Linked DNA regions of Sus scrofa: region 1 is linked to region 2. Evidence: chromatin contacts called from public Hi-C data. All regions are on one chromosome and are shown on one strand. The core of a region is the stretch at or near the end of the contact, and the rest is flanking DNA. Distances in the headings are between cores, read along the strand shown. Region 1 overlaps LOC102162312 (a long non-coding RNA gene). Region 2 has its middle 250 kb from the start of NDFIP2.

Evidence for each region. A called contact is a pair of places that touch in the nucleus more often than the background predicts.
Region 1: a contact with region 2 is called in a Hi-C map of skeletal muscle, with 1.7 times the contacts expected there. The contact joins two enhancer-like sites. A contact is called at or near these places in 6 of 47 Hi-C or Micro-C datasets (embryonic fibroblasts, epiblast stem cells, fetal skeletal muscle and 2 more) and 1 of 2 datasets of contacts at active chromatin or transcription factors (skeletal muscle).

The regions. Positions count from the first base shown.
Region 1 is chr11:51,860,948-51,867,301 of Sscrofa11.1, reverse strand. LOC102162312 (a long non-coding RNA gene) reads left to right here. Exons shown (of 3, transcript XR_306270.3): 1 at 1-493; 2 at 848-906; 3 at 4,228-4,764. Among named protein-coding and RNA genes, the nearest start is that of SPRY2, 290 kb to the left of the region's middle. Within about 2 kb of position 5,006, at least 11 of the 83 cell types and tissues checked have an H3K27ac peak or open chromatin away from gene starts, as enhancers often do. A contact at or near this core is called in fetal skeletal muscle and skeletal muscle, where this site is marked.
Region 2 is chr11:51,745,807-51,752,070 of Sscrofa11.1, reverse strand. No RefSeq gene overlaps it. Among named protein-coding and RNA genes, the nearest start is that of NDFIP2, 250 kb to the right of the region's middle. Within about 2 kb of position 4,675, at least 27 of the 83 cell types and tissues checked have an H3K27ac peak or open chromatin away from gene starts, as enhancers often do. A contact at or near this core is called in fetal skeletal muscle and skeletal muscle, where this site is marked.

The DNA of each region.
Region 1 (6,354 bases), core at 3,757-6,256, 110 kb before region 2:
GAGGATGTGGGGCAGGAAGAGGGAAGAGGGCCAATCTCTGTCTAATGGTTCCAAACAGGGCCCGGGCCCGGCCCTCTGGATGCTGACGAGTGGGAAATGAAACACAGATGGGTCAGATGGGTAAGGAGAGGGGGATTACAGGTCAGGCCAAAGAGTTGGAATAAATTAAGTGCTTATGAGGTACAGAATGGCACATTGTTTAAGTGAATGGACAGGGAAAAAACATTCCAGCATTGTTCATCCGCCGAGGGAGCCCAACGCTCCTCTTCCCAGACGAGCCCAGGCCACAGAGCGCCTCCTCCTCGCCAGGATGTTTGTGACCCACAGACTGAAAACGCGGCCAGGCGGTGCCCGAAACATTATCCTAGCCTCCAAAGAGGCCAGTTTGGCTTTATTACACGGGAGATGTAATTTATTGGGAGAAATGTTTGGGTTCGTGTGTCGGATGGTGGAGAGTCAGATTTGGAGTTCCCTAGGGATCTCCGAGGAGAAGGTGAGTAACCACAAATTAATACAGCAGGGAAATAAAGTGACAAAAGAAATGTTTCATTGTGCCTGAAATCTTGAACCAATTTCCCCCTCTTTAGCCTTTTAAACCTTTGCTCACAAATCAAAGAGGAGCTCAGCTGAGAAAACTCAGCAGAAGCCTGGAGGCCTCGATAACCCCAAAAAGGGGGCAGGGTCCGATATTCTTTCTGGTTTACGTGCCTTCACAAAGTAAGGAAAAGAGCAGAAAAAAAAAAAAAAAAAAAAAAAAAAGACACCTTGTTTTTAGAGTATTAGAAAACAATCCAAACAATTAGATACCTAAAGGAAAGGTAACAGATCTGTGCATTTTGTGTTCTAGGTGTGTTAAGGAAATCACCAAGTCCCAGAGTGTAGACAAGCCCGATCCCTTCGCAGCAGGTAATCAGCAGCCAGGCTGGAGAAAGCGTGTTTTCTTGAAGGAACCAAACCGAGAGAATGTGAGGGCGGAGAGGGTCACCTCAAAGGAGAGAGCTGAAGTCGCAGCTGCCAACAGAATTAGAAAAGTTCTAAAGCTGGGGATTAATGGTTTCTTTTTTAGCGCGACAGAAATTATTTTCAGAAGTTTATTTTCATACCAGCCACGTTTCCATTTTATGGGCTTGACCTTTAGCAGAATATCCCACAGGCAACGCGGGAGACAGTGGTGCTCATGCTGTGAGTATGAAAAGCTTCTCAGTGGATCGATTGGGGCAGGGCAACTCCAGGCACACGGGGAGATGACTCCCAACGACCAGTGTGGAAAGTCTGGATGCAGCCTCTCTTTCAAAGGCCAGTGATTTGCACTGTTAGGATTTTAGTAAGTGGGTCCAAGTGAGTGAGAGCTGATTATGTGCACATGTCATCTTACTGTATACTGTTTAGCTGTACTACTTATAATGTCAATATTTTACCTTTCCCCCCCAATCTTCCCCCTGCCCCCCCCCGAGCTTTTATTAGTCCTATGCTCTGAATCTTGGAAGGGAACCCCAGGAATAATCAGTTTGTAAAACAAATTTGAAAAAAACGATCATGACACAAGCATCAGTATTAAGAATTGGAGAGAAAAAAAGGACTGTGGAGAAATGTCCAGCTTGTGCTGAGCAAAAACATAAAACTGTTATTCATGGAAAGAAGGACAGACCCATAAGAAACTAATATCCGGTTTGGGATATTTGCTTTTTCCTTTCCAATAAAAGCGATGATTTTTTTTGGGGGGGGGTTAATCAGGAACCTCCTGAGTCCTCTGGACCACGCCTCCAGCCGAGTGTCTGAGTGTGGTCCAGAGGCCACCACAGAGCTCTCAACTTGACTTTCTGGGTTAGACCCTGAAGCATTGAGCAGCAAACAGACCCTTCATGTCCCTGTGAAGGTACTTGGGCCACCTGGCTTCGTGCCAGGGGTTCCCAGAAAATGGAAAGTGTGCTTGCAAACTAGCAACAGAGTGGCCACATCTCTGTGACTGAGGCCTAGTGCAGGATGCACAGAAGTTTCCGTGACAAAAGACCCTCAAGCAAGGCAGTAAGGATGAGGCCATTGTCACCTCCAGCCACGGCTTCCTGGCTGTAGCCATGCCCGACTGTCCTCTCACAAGGTCTTCTGAGGGATGTGGCCCTTGGGCTCACCAGGCTGGAAAAAACACTCCATAGGCACAGCCGTGGGCTACATCGAACATCTCTGCCATCCCACTGTGAGCATGGAGCAGTACACAGCCAATAAAAATGAATCTCTTAAGGCGCATCCCCAAAGTTGTATAACCTCCAGATCCCACAAAGCCTGGAGCCACCCCTGGGGTTGCCGTTTATGAGAGGGAACATTAGGGAGAGTTTGCAGAGAAGAAAGGGAGCTAGACTGACTTTCTTGATGTTTCTGGCTTAACGCCCAGGAGAATTCAGGCAAAGCTGTCCATTCGGTTGGTAACGATACAAGCAGGAGAATAGGACGGAAATCCAATTCTTCTGCTCCCTGGGGTGTGACTCTCATACTGCATCGCACAGCTTTCATTTCGCGAAGAACTTGTGGGTAAGCCTTTCGCCCAACCTAGGAATTCTTTTCAGAGGAAGTCATCAATCCCCAAGTACCCATTACTTCTTCTTTTCTTTTTGTCTTTCAAAACAGGTAACACAGACAGAAACATGAGGGCTTGGGGCCACATGGTAGGAATTTTATTTCCCCCAAAAAGACTTCCAAAATAAGGAAGGAAAGACAAGTGTCCCCCCCACCCCACCCACAATTTTGCTTTCTGTGGTTTCAGTTTGACCCATGGTCAATCATAGTCTGAAAATATTCAAGTAGAAAATTCCAGAAATAAACAAACAATTCGGAAGTTTAAAATTGCATGCCATTCTGGGAAGCATGATGAAATCGCATGCACTCCGGCCTCATCCCACGTGGGATGTGAACTGTCTCTTTGTCCAGAGTATCCAGCCCCCGAGTCTCTTAGTTGCTGCTGGGTTATCAGGTCGACTGCCATGGTATCCCAGGGCTTGTGTTTAAGTCACTCTTATTTTACTTAAATAATAGCCCCAGAGCACAGGGGTAGTGATGCTGGCAACTCAGATGAGCCAAAGAGAAGACATAACAGTGTTTCCTCTAAGTGAAAGTTGAAAGTTCTAGGCTTAAGGAAAGAAAAAAAATCATATGCTGAGGTGGCTAAGCTCTACCAGAAGAACAAATCTCCTATCCATGAAATTGTGAAGAAGGAAAAAGACATTCGTGCTGGGTTTGCTATCTCACTTTCAACTGCAAAAGTTGGGACCACAGTGCCTGATAAGTGCTTAGTTAAGATGGAAAAGACATTACATTTGTACAATAAGTTACGATGTCACTTATATGTGGAATCTTAAAAAAAAAAAAGATAACATAAAATGAATGTATTTGCAGGACTCACTTACTTGGAAAGCAAACAGTTTCAGTTACAGTTACCAAAGGGGACAGGTAGAGGGGTTGGGACTGGCATGTGCACTCTGTGGTTTATGGAACGACTGGCCAACAGGACCTGCTGTATAGAGCGAGGACGTCTACCCAGTATTCTGTGATAATCTATTTGGGAAAAGAATCTGAAAAAAATGGATGAGTGTACATGTTTAACAGAATCACTTTGTTGTAAGCAGAAATTATCACACCATTGTAAATCAACTATACTTCAAGCAAACTTTTTAAAAACGGAGAGAGACCACATCCATGTAACTTTATCATAGCATATCATTACAATTGTTCTATTTCATTAATAGTTTCTGTTGTTAATCTCTTATTGTGCCTAATTTATAAATTAAACTTTATCAAAGGTATGTATATATAAGAAAAAACATAGTATATATATATGGCTTGTATACTATATACATTTTATATATATATATGATGTATATAGTACATATATAATATATATGTACATGTGTAATATATATATACTATACTATTATATACTAGTATACTATTATATACTATAGTATACTATTATATACTATAGTATACTATTATATACTATATACTAGTACATATATATACTATACTATTATATACATATACTAGTATACTATATACTAGTATATATATAGTATATATCCACAGTTTCAGGCATCCACTGGGTGTCTTTGACCGTATCTTCCTCGGATAAGGGGGGAACTACAGTATCGACTAACTATCGCAAAGCACAGACTTCATACTGTTTTCAAATGATGGGGAGATATTTATACTTTTCTCCTTGGACTCTCTTATAAACAGAAGCAGATGTTCACAAAGCAACTGACCAGGCCAGGTGTGTCCTTCAAGGCTACCTGCATTCAACAGAGGCGACCACAGCCCAGACCCATCCTTCTTGGGAGAATTTCAAGATGCTCCACATAGTGGTGCCTAGCGCTCTGTGCACTCAGAGGCTAGAAGAAAAGATACAGAGGTCCTCTTTCAAGGAGAGGCCCTGATGTTTCTATTCTTACAAGGATTCTTTGGTAATAAATACAGTGAAAACACCGTCACCGTAGAGATAATACTTAATGCTCAAGAGGTACGTAGCAGAGATTGCATTCCAATCAAGGACTTCCGTAACCCTGTCTACCAAGCCAGTATCACCTGTAGGCCAGTTCACCTTCATCCAGTCACTTTACAGCACTTGAGTGTTTGCTGTCCGCTCAATTAAAATCCTACTCTGGTGGGAAAAACCAGATTTCCAAATGGGGACTTTATTGATTCAATAAAATTTAAGAAATTCTGCTTATGGAAAAACTCATTAACCCAAACTAATAAATACGAGTTTACCCTGCAGTCTGGGTCCTCTTTATTTGACAGAATTAAAAAATCACTCTGGAACAACTTAGTTCACTTTTCACTTGTTAATGGAGCTTAATAGTTCAGTAATTCGCTTTCTGTTCTAAGCTGGCGAACTCTTCATTCTTTCCGACACAACTTGCATTCTCTTGCTCTCAACTTTACAGAGCCTGCGGGTTACAAAGAGGGTTCACAGAAGTGAAGAGCAGGGAGGAAGGGGGAAGGAAGGAGAACTTTTCCTCGGGCTGATGTAATGGCTCGAGGCTCAGCCCCTCCTAGAGGGTGGTGTCAAATTGCAGGGCACTGTTAAGATTCTTCAGCAAAGTTTCAAATGCAATGTCCCTGTGAGGGACAACGTTATTATCGCATACATGTCACAGCAAATTTCCACTTCGGTTCAACATCCTCTAAAAGAAACTGCAAAAAGCCAAAACTGCATGTGCAGTGGACAAAACCTTCCCATCAATTTTGCCCTCTGGCACAAAGACTTTCCTTTGGAAGGCTGCTACTGTACAAATGTTTGCTTATTCTTAGTACAGAACTTATGATGTCAGTTTTTTTTTTAAAGCAAGAATGTGTTAAAAGTAGTTGTGGCTGACTATGGATGTCTGAAGGTCTTCGGGATAAAGTGCAGAGCTTGAGGGGCAACGTCAGAGTTTGTTGAGATATTTTTGTCACTGTTCAGTTTTCCCAACACCTCTGGAGAGATGCCCCAACTGCACCTGTTGTAGCCATATAAATCACACTCCAACCCACCTGCATTCTCTGGACCAACCACTGCCCACCAAACAGTAAACCACTAGTCAGCTCTTAATGTGAAAATCTTAAAAGCTAGTTGTAAGTCAGTCTGAGTTGTTGAATCTTTGAAATATGTCATATGGTTTAATTGCTTAATTTTCTATCACTCCACAATCCTTTTTTTCCCCTTAATCTATACTGACTTAGGAAGAAGGATTTTTTTATGCAGACAGGAACATTCAAACTACTTCCACGTATACAGATAAAAGTAAATAATTGTTTCGTCTCTGGATACAAACTGAGGATTCTACTACTACCCCCAAAAGTGAAAAGATGCACCTTATGTTCATATTTAACACTATTTATAATAGCCAAGACATGGAAGCAACTTGAATGTCCATCAACAATGGATAAAGAAGATGTAGAATGTACAGACACACACACACACACACACACAAACACAAATGGAATACTACTCAGCCATTAAAAAGAATGAAATAACGCCATTTGTAGCAACAAGAATGAACCTAGAGATCATCATGTTAAGTGAAATATGTCAGAGGAAGACAAATATTACACGATATCGCTTATATATGGAATCTAAAAAATAGTAAAATGAACTTATTTACAAAACATAAATAGACTCACAGACATAGGGAAAAAAATGCATGGTTACCAAAGGGGAAGGTGGAACGGAAGGAATAAATTGGGAGTATGGTATTAACATATATAAACTACCATATATAAAATAAACAACAAGGACCTACTGCAGAGCACCAGGAACTATATTCAGTACCTTGTAATAAACTACCATGAAAAAATAGAATCACTTTGCTGTACACCTGAAAT
Region 2 (6,264 bases), core at 3,426-5,925:
GAAGTGTGCCTGGTACTTCTCAGGAGTAGTGAGGTGAGTGTGGCTGGAGTACCCTGAGCACTGGGGTGAGGAGTGGGAGAAGAAATGCAGTGAAAGAAACAGGAGGGGAGGAGCTCCCATTGTGGCGCAGCAGAAACAAATCCAACTAGGATCCATGAGGATGTGGGTTCGATCCCTGGCCTCACTCAGTAGGTCAGGAATCCAGCATTGCCATGAGCTATGGTGTCAAGTAGGTTGCAGATGCGGCTGGGATCTTGAATTGCTGTGGCTGTGGTGTAGGCTGGCAGCTGTAGCTCTGATTGGACCCCTAGCCTGGCAACTTCCATATGCCACAGGTGTGGCCCTAAAAACCAAAGGAAAAAGAAAAAAGAAAAGAAAGAAAAGAAAAAAGAAATGGGAAGAGGGTGGCAAGGAGGATTTTGTCTTTTACTCCAATTTAGAGGGCGAAGCTGTTGCAGAGTCTGCATGAGAAATGACATAATTGACTTAACAGAACAAGGAAGGCAGCGGCCAGAAATAGACTGCAGGGCGCACAGGGCAGAAGGAAGACCAATTAGGAGCCTATGAGCACAGTGCTTTGATATCCCACGCAGACCTCACATTCTTCAGATCCCAATGTGCCTGCGAACCCAGAGCAACTCAGGTTTTTTTTTGGTTTCTCTCACTGCCCACTCTTTCCTCCTCTCCTTCCTGTGTTTTTTATAGAAGTGACGTAACACCACTTTGGGTCCTGTTTCTAATACATTCCTCAGCTGCCACCCGAAGGTGAAGGTCTTAATTGTCACACAGTTTCTCACAGGAACTGGCATCTTTGGAACATTTTGAAAAGGCCTCTCTGAAATCTAACATCTCAGAATGAAGTCCACTTCTTTGTAGTATTTAATGCAATTTTAGATGTTCTCCAGACAACGGGGTGGAAGAGAAGGAAAATTTAATTGAAAGGTCTATATGTCGCTTGAGTTCAAAGGACTTGCGTACTACCTGTGTCACCTTAGGAAAACAGCCAAGCTGGTCTCTGCCTCTCATACCATCACCTAGAAAATGGGGATAAAATACTGATCATGACAGATGACAGTAAGGATTAAAATGAGAGGAGCTGTGTCTAGCATGGATACTAATTCTCTCCTTTTCAAAGTGGGTCATTTGGGATGGGGGAGATTTTTATGTGTGAGTAAAGTTACACTTTTTAAGTCAATTAATGCTAAGGTGGAGTGAATTCTTTTTTGTTTGGTTGGTTTTTGGCCATGCCAGCAACATGCAGAAGGTCCTGGACCAGAGATTGAACCTGGGCCATATAGTAAGCCCAGCCGCAGCAGGGACAATGCTGTGTCCTTAACCATTAGGCCACCAGGGAACTGCTGAATTCTTTTATATATGTATATATCACTGAATCTGAGTGAGGCTAAGACTGATAGGAGGCATCAGCTTGGTGCTCACACAGTATATCTTTGAGTGGTTTGGAAAATTTTCAACTCTGAAAAATTGCCCCCAAATAACCTACAATTTACCTCTGCCCTGGTCTGACTGCAACCCAACGGTTGCCAGGACTGAGGCATGGCTTTCAGGCCTCAGTGCGTAAAGGCCTTTGAGATAAGCGTCTCCTTTGCTCCTGGAGCCCCTACTTTATTGCCAGGGTCCTTCAAGCATCAGGTACTTTTCCTTCCTTCCTCACAGATACCTCCATTTACCCAAGTCAACAGTCTGCAAGGTAAACTCCGAGGTAGAAGACAGTGTTACAAGCTCCCACTTCCTCCAAAATAACAGTATAAACAACAAAGAATAGGCAAGGGTAACAAAAGAACAAATATGTAGAAATTACTACAGTTTCAGAAATCACATAATGTGCAGCTCAAAAAAAGTTGTTATAGAAGCTCTTGGCTGGTTCTAGAAATTGTCATAAAATATGGTCCAAACCTGTCTTGATTGGATGCTACATGGTCTTATTTTCATGCTGTGGTTTCCTTCATCCCTGAATCCCCCAAACAACTACTAGAAAAAAAATTTTTTACCAAAAATAAAAGTTTAACTTACAAAGACTCCAAACAACACTCTGAAAATCAGGTCAAATTTGTCTACGGCCATACCACCCTGAACATGCCTGATCTTGTCTGAAAATCAGGTCAATTTTATTTAAAATATTATATGTTGTAGGATTCAACTAAGAGCCCTATACCTAAACCACTTACTCTTTGAAAAATACTAGAATGATTGTTAAACAGGATGGGAAATCGGAATCATTAGTCCAATAGAATTAAATGCAGCAACGTTATAGAGTTCCCATTGTGGCTCAGCAGGTTAAGGACCTATTATCTCTGTGAGGATGCTGCTTCAATCCTTGGACTTACTCAGTGGATTAAGGATCTGCTGTTGCTGTCATTGTGACAAAGGCCTCTGCTGCAGCTCCGATTTGACCCCTGGCCTGGGGACTTCCATATTCTGCAAGTGCAGCTAGAAAAAGGAAAAAAAAAAAAAATGCAGCAATATTATCAAGGTTTCAGCCAGGGCACTGGCATCAATTTTATAGTATAGATGAATATAGGTATTCATTAAAATAGTATTCGACCTGGCCCTAGAACTATACACATCAGGCATTTTACCATTATGCAGTTAATTTATTAAAACCCATTCTCGCTTCCTTTTGCCTCTGAGCTTAGATCTACAAATTCATTTGTTCAGTATTCAAGATTCAACAAATCTATTGAGTCGTTAGGATATGTCAAAACTATACTAGACTCAAGAGAATAAACTGCAGATAAGACATAACACTCATGGTTTCACAGAGCTTATTTTACATGTGTGTGTCTTAGAGTGGGGAAAGATATGGGAAGGGTTTTATAAAATAAATAAATCAACACACACATATGACAACATAAGCTACAGTAAACTCTGCGGCAACATAGAGCAGTGTAGAGGGGGAGAGTATGAGATGGTAGGGAAAGTGTTGATATTAACACTAATGGGTAACATGCATTGAGTCCTCAGTGTGCGACTGAGGCTCAGTATGTGATAGGCGTTGTTGAAGTGCTTATGTGTGTACAAACCCATATAATCCTCTCAATACCCTATGAACTAAGGACTATTAATTCACCCCTATTTAACAGACTAGTAAGTCTTAGTGAGGCATAAAAAAACTTAAGTTACTTAATCGAGGTCTGCCTTGCTGTTAGGTGGCAGAATGGGAAGCTGCTCCCAAGGCGTCTGTTTCTAGAGCCTGGGCATCTTCCTGCCCATCAGACATGAGCGTGACCCAGCACAACTGTGATGGAAAAACCAAGCCAAATGGAAATGTCTGAATGGCCCTCAGGAGGAAGTTTCTATCTCTACCGTATCGTCAAGAACATAAACTTTCAGGGGTGGTTGGTATATTTTTCTCTTTCTCTGGAACGTGAAAAGTGAAAGGAAAAAAAAAAAATGTGGAGAAGGTAGAACTGGAAAATTCAGTGTATTCAAGAGACATTTTCTGACAAGAAAGGAGTTAATTGGCAACAATTTTAAAATAAGTTTACATGCATTTTATCTAATTAACCATTTTAGAGTAACAACCTGAATCATTCAGCGTAGTTTTATGATGAGTGATAGACAAATGTAAATAAATCTAAATTATTGAAAAGAAAAAAGTATTAGTACAGGTAGTATAATAATTATGAGTCTAATGTACAGAGGATGACAGCAAAAAAATTCAGTATTCTTTGAGTGGCAGTCAACTAACCTCACTTGTAACATTAGCATCTTTTTTCATTTAGTTTCTTTCTTTAACATGAAGTGACTTCATTTTCTTTATGAATGAAAAACTGATTTTGAACCACTGCTTACCTATCCTCAAAAAATACACTTATAAGCTTGAACACAGACACTCAAGATTTGGAGACATCCAACCACTGCCTGAGACACTCTAATTGACATCTGTACTTTGAGCTCCTCTGATAAATACAGTGATAACATTTCGCAGTCAATGTAGGGGCATGGTCCTCTATAGCCTACATTTCAATGAATGGCAAATAAATTTGATTAAAATAGACATTTAAAATTACTGTAATCAATAAGAACATATGTGGAATATCCCACTTCATTTTATGAGCTGTCTTTACACAACTGAAATGACTGTTTTGTTCTTAAATATTCTACATGAAACCATCACAGTTTGATTCCTAAACCAAAGACGCTCAGAATAATCTTACATATTTATGGGACAGTTTTACAGGTTGACTTGTTTCTGAAAAATAATACGGTAGCATGAAAAGCGGACACGGATTCAGGCAGGCACATTTTTATTGTACATACGACTTCTTCCAGTGAGTGTGTATATCAAGTTTAAGGCCTCTGGTGAATGTTCTCATGTGTATAAATAGGAAGGCACATTATTGAAGAGAATAAGGTTTTTCAAACCTAAGGATTCAAGAGCCTTCAAGTCCAAAAATCATTCTGGGTTGTCAACAAGTCTAGAGTCTGATCCATGTCGGTAGCGAACCTTATATCCCATAAAGAGAGTAAATAGACGTGTGAATTCAGACCCACAGGCACGCACCGATACCCCAGCCCGATGTGGAGATAGGCAATCCTTTATGTCTGTTCTGACTTTGGCTTTTGCAGCTGCTGTTTTCTCAGTGTTGTCTCCGGGGCAGTTTCCTGTTGCCATAGCTGATGGCCTGCCCACGCCTGCCTGGGCCTTTCAAGTGTCAACACTCCCAGGCCTGCTGCAGTGGTCAAATGCTTGTTAATGAGATATAGCAGCTGGGTAGGGGAGAACCACTGAGACGGATAAAGGAATGCCTCTGGTGCAGGAAGCGATGCCTTTTGAATCTTTTCAGCGGGGTGAAAGCTTTCAAATCAAAGAGGGTATGTTGTATTCATTAATAAACCCGAGTTCCCATGCAGTCACATTAAAGCCAGCAGTTTAACTTTGCATCAGACAGGTGAATGCCCCACCCCCCACCCCCGGATTTTACCCTGAAAGACAATGAACAAGAAAACAAGGCTTTGGCTTGGAACAAAGCAGCACTTCCTCATCTGTGGGGCTGACCAGACTGTTAGACAAGCAGGGGTTGCTGCATTCTTTTTCAACTTATCCTTTTGTCCGTGTGTGTGTGTGTGTGTGTGTGTGTGTGTGTGTGTGTCACACACACGCGTGCATGTTTCAAAGCTCAGAGCAACCACTCCTGCTCCCTTCTCCGCAGTCCTTCAGCAAGAGCATTTCTTTTCTTTTCTTTTCTTTTTTTTCTCTTTCTTTTAAAACCTGACTTTCAAAAGCAGAATTAACAGCTACGTGTGAGGGAAAAGATACCCAGGCATGGATGTGGGTCGTATCACCTTTATCTCAGGAGGAAACTATCTGCCCACCCCCAGCCTCCAACCCCCATCCCAACCCGTCTATGAGATGGTTTCTCAAGGGGGCCATGGAAGTTGGCAGCATCCTAAGACAGCTTCAACAGCTGGGAGAAGCCAGAAGGGAAAGAAAAAGATACTTGAAAGCATCTAACTGGGAAAGGTCTAAAGATAGTGTTGAAGAAAATATTATTATTCTTTTAAGGGCATTGACTCAAAAATCAGACTCATAAGGAAAGCAAATAGTCCATGCTAAATAGATCAAAGATGGATCCTCTGCTTTAGGGTTGTTTGAGACCGTTCAGAATGAATGACACCAGTTTTGAAATGGGAATGTGTAACTTGAACCAGCAGAGATAGAGAAATATTCTTGCATCTCCCTTTTTTTTCAACAGTCTTATAAATCAGCTAACAATTCACCAGAGCTATCTGAACACCACAATGCAAAGGCTGTACCTATGTATTATCCTGATGGCATTTGTAACTGCAAAGAAGACTAGCTCTCCCAGGAAACAAACAGAGGGGGAGAGATGCATTCTTCAAAGTACTACAGTTTTTTAAATAGCCACAAATTGATTTTAGGCTTCAATTTTTATAAGGAGGTCTTTAGCCCATATGAGAAGAGAAACAGTAATCCCCTTTATTGGATGCAGGTACCAAGCTAGATAGACACTTTTTTTAAAGGTATGTATTAAAATGTAAATAGATAGGTAGATAGATAATACTGTGAGTAATTCTATGAAACCTTTTTTTACTCATTAGGACCTTAAGTTGTGGAGAGTTTATATCAACTACCCAAGGCCATAATTGATAGATAAATTTTAAAAGAACACTCTTTACTGAGCTTGCACTTGTTATTGTGCCAAATTGCCTCCCTGGTTGGGCTGGTTTTGGCTGCATTGCTCTGACCTATCAGGTACTGTCTGATAAAAAGAAAAAAAA